Regions from separate parts of the Rattus norvegicus genome. Here region 2 is linked to region 1. A link is a contact called in public Hi-C data. All regions are on one chromosome and are shown on one strand. Each heading gives the region's core, a stretch centred on a gene start, on an enhancer-like site or on the middle of the called end of the contact. The rest is flanking DNA. Distances are from core to core; before and after follow the strand shown. Region 1 holds the start of Atg10 (autophagy related 10). Region 2 holds the start of Ssbp2 (single-stranded DNA binding protein 2).

The links. Hi-C and Micro-C count contacts between places; a contact is called where the count stands out from the background.
Region 2: a contact with region 1 is called in a Hi-C map of kidney, with 3 times the contacts expected there. The contact joins the promoter of Ssbp2 here to the promoter of Atg10 in region 1. A contact is called at or near these places in 8 of 12 Hi-C or Micro-C datasets (the A7r5 cell line, the Rat2 cell line, Schwann cells and 5 more).

Annotation. Positions count from the first base shown.
Region 1 is chr2:24,131,918-24,135,114 of GRCr8, reverse strand. It overlaps Atg10 (autophagy related 10), which reads left to right and starts at 1,747. Exons shown (of 8, transcript NM_001109505.1): 1 at 1,747-1,777.
Region 2 is chr2:24,384,750-24,387,946 of GRCr8, reverse strand. It overlaps Ssbp2 (single-stranded DNA binding protein 2), which reads right to left and starts at 1,523. Exons shown (of 17, transcript NM_001399030.1): 1 at 1,407-1,523. The coding sequence starts at 1,468.

The DNA.
Region 1 (3,197 bases), core at 498-2,997:
TTGTGACTGTTTCTTCGTTTATTTCAATGACTACTCATCTGGAGTTTTACTTGAGTCTAGGGAGGCTATGATTAAGAACCCATGCCCTCAGGAACTTTATCATGCTGAGTGCAAACACAGTCTAGAACCATTCCCTGCCTTGAGAGGTACAGGGAAAGGCGCAGTGTTGACCTGACTTACATCCTGTTTTTTTTTTTTTTTTGGATTCCATAGGTGAATCATGTCGTTTAAAACTGGCTCTGGTACAGAATGCCAGGCTTGAACTAACGGCATAATTTGCGGTAATTATTCTAAATTGTTGAGTACAAGAATATGGAAATTAATTATTCTTACTTTTGCATGGCAAAGTTTCTGGTAACTTTTTACTTTACTTTCAGGAAATAATAAAGCAGCCTTGGCTGGCCTAGAATTTGCTGTATAGCCCAGACTGCTCTTAAATTCTCTTGCCATCCCCCACCCACATTTACTTCCTTGGGTGCTGGGGTTATAAATATGAGCTACCATGCCCTACAAATAACTTCTTATACTTCAAAACAAACAAACAAACAGGTCAAGTAGAAGCACATTAAGATGGCTTTAATCCTAACACTCAGAGGTGGATGTAGGAGTGTCTGCAGTTCCAGGCTAGCCTATGCTATACATTCCTGTCTAACAAACAAACAAACAAACTAACTAACTAACTAAATTAGGTGTTACCAATTAACTAATAGTCGCTCAAAAAAGTTAGTTGAAGTTTATTTTTACAATACTTTTTTTTTTTTACCCCTTCCCCCTTTACAATACTTTTTAAAAATTATTTTGTGTGTGGCCAAATGTAATGTTTTTTGTTTTGGCAAAATAGTGGTTTAATCATCAATAAAACCAACAATCAAAAGCAGAAGAGTTCTACCATCCTTCCATATTCTAAGCCCCTTTTAAAATTAGCCCTTACCCCATCTTTTGTCAGTGGTCACCACAGATCTGTGTTCTGTCCATTCAAAAAACAAACAGAAAGTCACACACGCACACACACAATCAACTTATTTCGAAACAATATGGACTTACAGGAAATTGCGAAGACATTACTCAGAGTCTCAGGAATTTATTAGCTACTTAACATGGTAATCTTACACTACTTGCTCAAGACCAAGCCTCCTTCTTCACATTTGAAAACTGACAGCGCTTTCATTTTGCCTGTTTACTTTCTTTTCTAAGAAATGTTCTCCTGTTTAAAGGACCAGACTCGCTTTCCCTGAGGTATCCTATCTGTCCCATGACCCCTATGACTCTTTTCCTCCTACCATGGTCCTACCATTGCCCCTTGGTTTCATTTTACTGGCTGGTATTTTCTGATTTTTGTTCTGAAAATGGTACAGTTATCAGCACTCGAATTCCAAACTTCTTGCCCCAGCCCTGTTTTAAATGGGTGGCAGTGAACCTCATTTAGCTGACAAGGCTCTTGGGGACACTCGCGGCCCGCACCCTTGCTCGCACTCTACTAGTCACAAGTCGCTTGTTTGTAGTTAGGCGTCTAGTATGACTGTGCGTGGGAAGGGAGCGCAGGTACCCTGGCTCGGGTTCGCCCTGGTCTGGCCTAGAGCACCGACAGGGAAGGTGATGGATGTGAGCGAACTGGTTGCAGAAAGGTCTCGCTGCGACGTCACCGGGCGGCCCCACCGCGCAGGCTCACGGCCGCGCGGGCGGAGCTCCTCCTCCGCCGGTCCGCTCCCGCCGCCCGGCCCCGCCCAGTCCCGCCCCGCCGCGCGCCGCCGGCTCCAGGTCAGGGCGAGCGAGCGGGGTGAGTACACCTAACCACGGCGGCGCCTCTGCAGCCGCCTGCAGCCCTCGCCCGCCTCCCGGGACCCGAGAAGGGCGGCAGAGCGGCCCGCCCGTGACAAAAAGCCCGGGAGGTGGGCGCGAGCCGCCTGGGCGACCTTTCCACCTTGTGCTAGGAATGTGCTCACGTGACCTTGAAACAAAGGAAGTTAAGTGACTGGCAGGCTTTCAGATTTGCAGCCAACACAACCCCCCTTCCCCCCATTGATCTATAAAACCAGGACGTGGGGGGTCGGAGATAAAGGACTAGTTGACTGATTTATAGAAGCCATGCTTTTATCCGTAGTGATACTTATGAAAATCTTGGTAGTAACACCCAGGGTGGTCACATGTTTTTCAGAATCAAAATGGAGCCCCATGTTCTGTGTTTTCGGCAAGATGCAAATTGTTTCCAACTGTAGGGGGTGGGGTGGGGGGAAGTCGCCAACTAGAACAGTTGTGGGTTTGTTTTTGAGACAGTGTTTGCTACTATGTGGGCCAGGCTGTCCTCGAACCTTGAGCCTCTTGCCTCAGCCTCTCCTCAGAGAAGCTGAGACCACAGACTCCATCACAGGTTACAGGAGCCATCAGCTTCTCACCAGTGCTGTATTCATGTTTTAAGCGCTCTTTGACAGCTGGCTTGCTCTCTCCAAGTGCAGCAGTTCTTTTCCAAAGGCTTACTTTGGGTCATTATAATGTGACAGTGGCCCCCACTGTGGTGGTGAGAGTGAACATTTATGATGGTTAGGGTTAGAGAACACAGACTCTATGCCATACTCAAGTGTGTTTTAGGATTCCAGGTACCATTGCTCCTCGTTGCTTCCAAAGGGTCAGATGTTGACAGGAGAGAATGACACAGAATGAAGACCTAAGTGAAAAAAAAAATAGCAACAGGGAGTTAAAAATCTCACAGAGCAGTTTTAGAAGTTTTAGAAGCTGTCACGCCTGAGCTCGATGGCCTGTCCCCAGCCTGTCACAGCTGGAGGCAGAACTACCTCCAGTTTGAAGCCAGCCTGCACTACCACAACCAGATCCTGTCTCAGTGAGCAAAAACAAATGGAAAATTGTTATGTATATTTTAGTGGAAGAAACTAGCGCAAATAGTTCTAAGGTAGATTCATTTGAATATGGAATATTTCAAGATTAGGGTAATATTAGCTGATCTTACTGTACATAATGGGGGTATCTAAGACAATGCTTAAAAGAAATTCTATCTTTCCCTGTGTTTTCTCTGTTAGGCTAGCCTTGTGCTCCCTGTCAGCTAGGACTGACCTTAAGCTGATCCTGTCTCTACTTCCCAAGTTCTGTGGGTATTAATCATAATGCCCAGTTTATGTGATGCTGGGAATTGAACTCAGGCCTTTGTGTAGGCTAGGTAATCACTCTGCCAACTGTACCACCCC
Region 2 (3,197 bases), core at 274-2,773, 250 kb before region 1:
GTTTTCCAACATCAAGGCCTGCCACCTCTAAATCCTAAGGGAATTGTGTATGTATGGCTGCCAACAGGAAGATTAGAACATGTTCCCCTCCCTGGGGCACAACAAACTTTCAAAGGTATGACTAACTGCCCAAAGCAAGGGGGGGAAACTCGGTAGCCTACACATTTATTTACCAAGCTGTTTTTGTATGCAAGAGACCCAGAGTACCTCTGAGAAGGACTTGCTCTCCCCCAGCCTGAGCCCCCTTAGCAAGACAGTGTGTTCAATGACAAGGATAAGCTTGACCCTCACAGCAGACCCAGCTACAGGGAATCAGTCTGAACATCTGCACATAGGAAGGGGGGGGGGGCTCTTCCTCGGTGTCACAGTCGCTATTCGCTCTCATTTTAGTAACAACCAAATCGCCGTTACAAGTACACAAGAATAGCAGCCAACTAGCCTGCTCCGCAGCGTGCCGCGACCCTGGCACCCGGGTTCTCCAACGTACTCCCGGTTCCCACCGAAGTTACCACCTGTATCCCCCACGACCCAGGCGAGCGGCTTGCGCCCAGCATCCCTTCCGCAGCCCCCTCGCCGACCAGCGCCGGGTCCACGCCGGGGGCAGCCCTCCTCGCGGCGGCGCCGCCACGGCCCACGGGACCTGCCCTCCGCGCCCGCGGCCACCACCCCCGGGGACACGGCAAGTCTCAAAAAGTTCTGGGGCCGCCGCTGAGCCGGTGTGTGGCGAGAGACAGGAGCGCCAAGCTCTCGCGGCCGACCCCGCGCGGGCCAGCACACACTCTCCCTCCGGGAACTCGGCACTCCCACTCCCAAACTTCCCCCGCCACCCCGGGCCCGCCCGCCTGCCCTCCCGGCCGCCTGCTCGGCCTGCGCTGGGAGAACCCGCGGACCCGCGTCTCTGCGCCCGCCCGGCCCACGCCCGCACTTGCCCTCCGCGCCCCGTGGGGCCCCGCTTCCGCCCTCCCGGCCCGCCGCCCTCTCCCCTCTCCACGCTCGCGGCCCCGCCGGACCCCAGCGCCCCGCAGCCCGCGCCCCCCAGGCCCGCCGCGCGCCGCGGCCCGGCCGTCCTGGACCACAGCTCCAAAGTTACTTTGCGAGGAGGTGAAGCCGCGGGTGGTTCCCCTCAACCACCCAAACAAGTTTCCATCCCCGCCGCCGCCGTCCCTCGCCCGCCACGCGCGTCCCTCCCGCCGCCGGCTGCCCGCGGCCACCCGCCCTGGGGGCTCCCCCGTGGAGGCGGCCGCTCCCCCGAGCCGCGCGCCCCCGCCCCGCGCCTCCCCCTGCAACCCACCCCCGGCTCCCCCCGGTGGGGCGGCCGTGTGGCTGCGGTTCCCGGAGAGTGCGAGTGCGTGCGCGAGTGTGCGCGCGTGCGAAGGCGGAGGTGGCTGCGGCGCGGAGACACTCACTTCTCCCGGGCCTGGCTGTCGGACGGGACGGCGCTGCTGTTACTCTTGCCTTTGCCGTACATGCTTGTGCCGAGAGCAGCTCCCACTGTCACGCACCTGTCAACCCATCACAGCCTCCCCGGGAACAGCCCCGTCCCCATGGCGACCCACGCAGCCACCCCCACCATTGGCCGCCCCACGCCAGAGCTCCGCCCTCCTCGCCCTGGCAACGCGCGAGACTGACAGGCCTCCCCTCCCTCCGGCCTGCCGGAGCGCGCGGCGGCGGCTCGGCCTAAGCGGCAGTCTCCTCCCTCCTTCCCTCCCTCCCCGGCTCCCTCCCTCCCTCCCTCCCTCCTTCCCTCTCCGCCGCGCTCCCCCCTCCCGCTCTCCTTCCCCCCTCCCCCTCCGAACCGGGCGCTAGGGGGGAATTAGAAACTGCTCTAGAAGGATTTTAAACAACTGGCTGTTCCCTCCGCCGCCGCCCCGCCCCCCGCGCCGCCCGCGCCCGGCTCCTCACTGGAGAGAAGGCGCGGGGAGGAGGGGAAAGTGCGGCCTGGAGTGCCTGGCAGCGACTGCGGAACGGGAGTCGCGGCAGCCCCAGACTTCGGGGCGCCCGGCGAGTCCACAGACAGACCCGCGGCCCCGGCACCGGTGTCCCGCCAACCTCCTCTCCCGCTCCTCTCCGGCCAGACTCCCCGCGCCGTTCCCCGCGGTTGATCTCATCCCTCCTGTCTGGGGTGTCGCCCCGATCCCGTTCCCGGAGGGCCAGCAGGCCGGGGACGCCCGCTCTGAACCCTCGACCTTCTGGCTCAAGGACTGGGCGAGCCTCCGTCTCTCCCCGGGAGGCACTGTGCCTGCCTCCCATTGGGGCGCCCGCCGAGGTTCTGTCGCCGGCTCTGAAGTCAAGCCCTGCATCCCAAAGGAGCACCCTACCTAGTGTCGTCCTCCTGTCTAAGAGGGGAGCACACCCCCAAAGAGGCCACGAGACCTACTCCTGGGATCGTAGTGGCCCAAGGCCTTGGCTCCTTCCTTGTCAGTACTCTGCAAAGATCTGCCGCAGACCCGGGGCCCAAGTATTCTCTGCTTGGCCTGCTTTAATAGTTTGGATGGGCAATGTCATTTCGGTTTGACCCTTGGACTGGAAAGATTCAGAGAGGGCCCTGAAAGACATCCCTGTATTTGCCCAGCAGAATAGGCCCCAGAGCTCAAGGTGTGCAAAGCTGTGCCCAAGCTGAAAACTCCCCGAGAATATTTTTGGATCCAAGTCCCTAATCTCATTTCAGTGAATGCGCAAAAGTTTCTCAAGACACACGCAACCTGGTTTTTGATAGACTCCATCCTTTATTTTGTTAAAGATCCTTGGCTGTAAAATCAGAGTAGAAATCGGGTTGAGAGAAGAGATGAGCTTCAAATGGGAGGTGACAGGGGAAGAGAGGTGCCATTGGGGTAGGACACGGAGACCTCTGAAAGGGATGAATAGAGGAGGAGGAGGAGGAACGGTTATGTTAAGGAAAGGAAATGACATTCAAATGAGGAAGCATACCTTTCGATTGCACACAGCTTTAAGCATTTAGCAGTAGGATCATAAAAATGCATATGGAGATGCCGAGATGGATGGAAAGGAAAGAAATGGAGTTTGTGGGTTCTGATAGCAAGTGACAGAAATAAAACAGGAGAAGGTTAAGGAAGGGCAGTGAGTGAAACAGAGGGAAAGAAAACGGGTGGCAACTAAACATCAATCAAACACTGGGGGACTGGGGTAAATGAACAGGACGGGCTTCCACTGTTGTTAAGGGAAATGAAGGTGGGAAG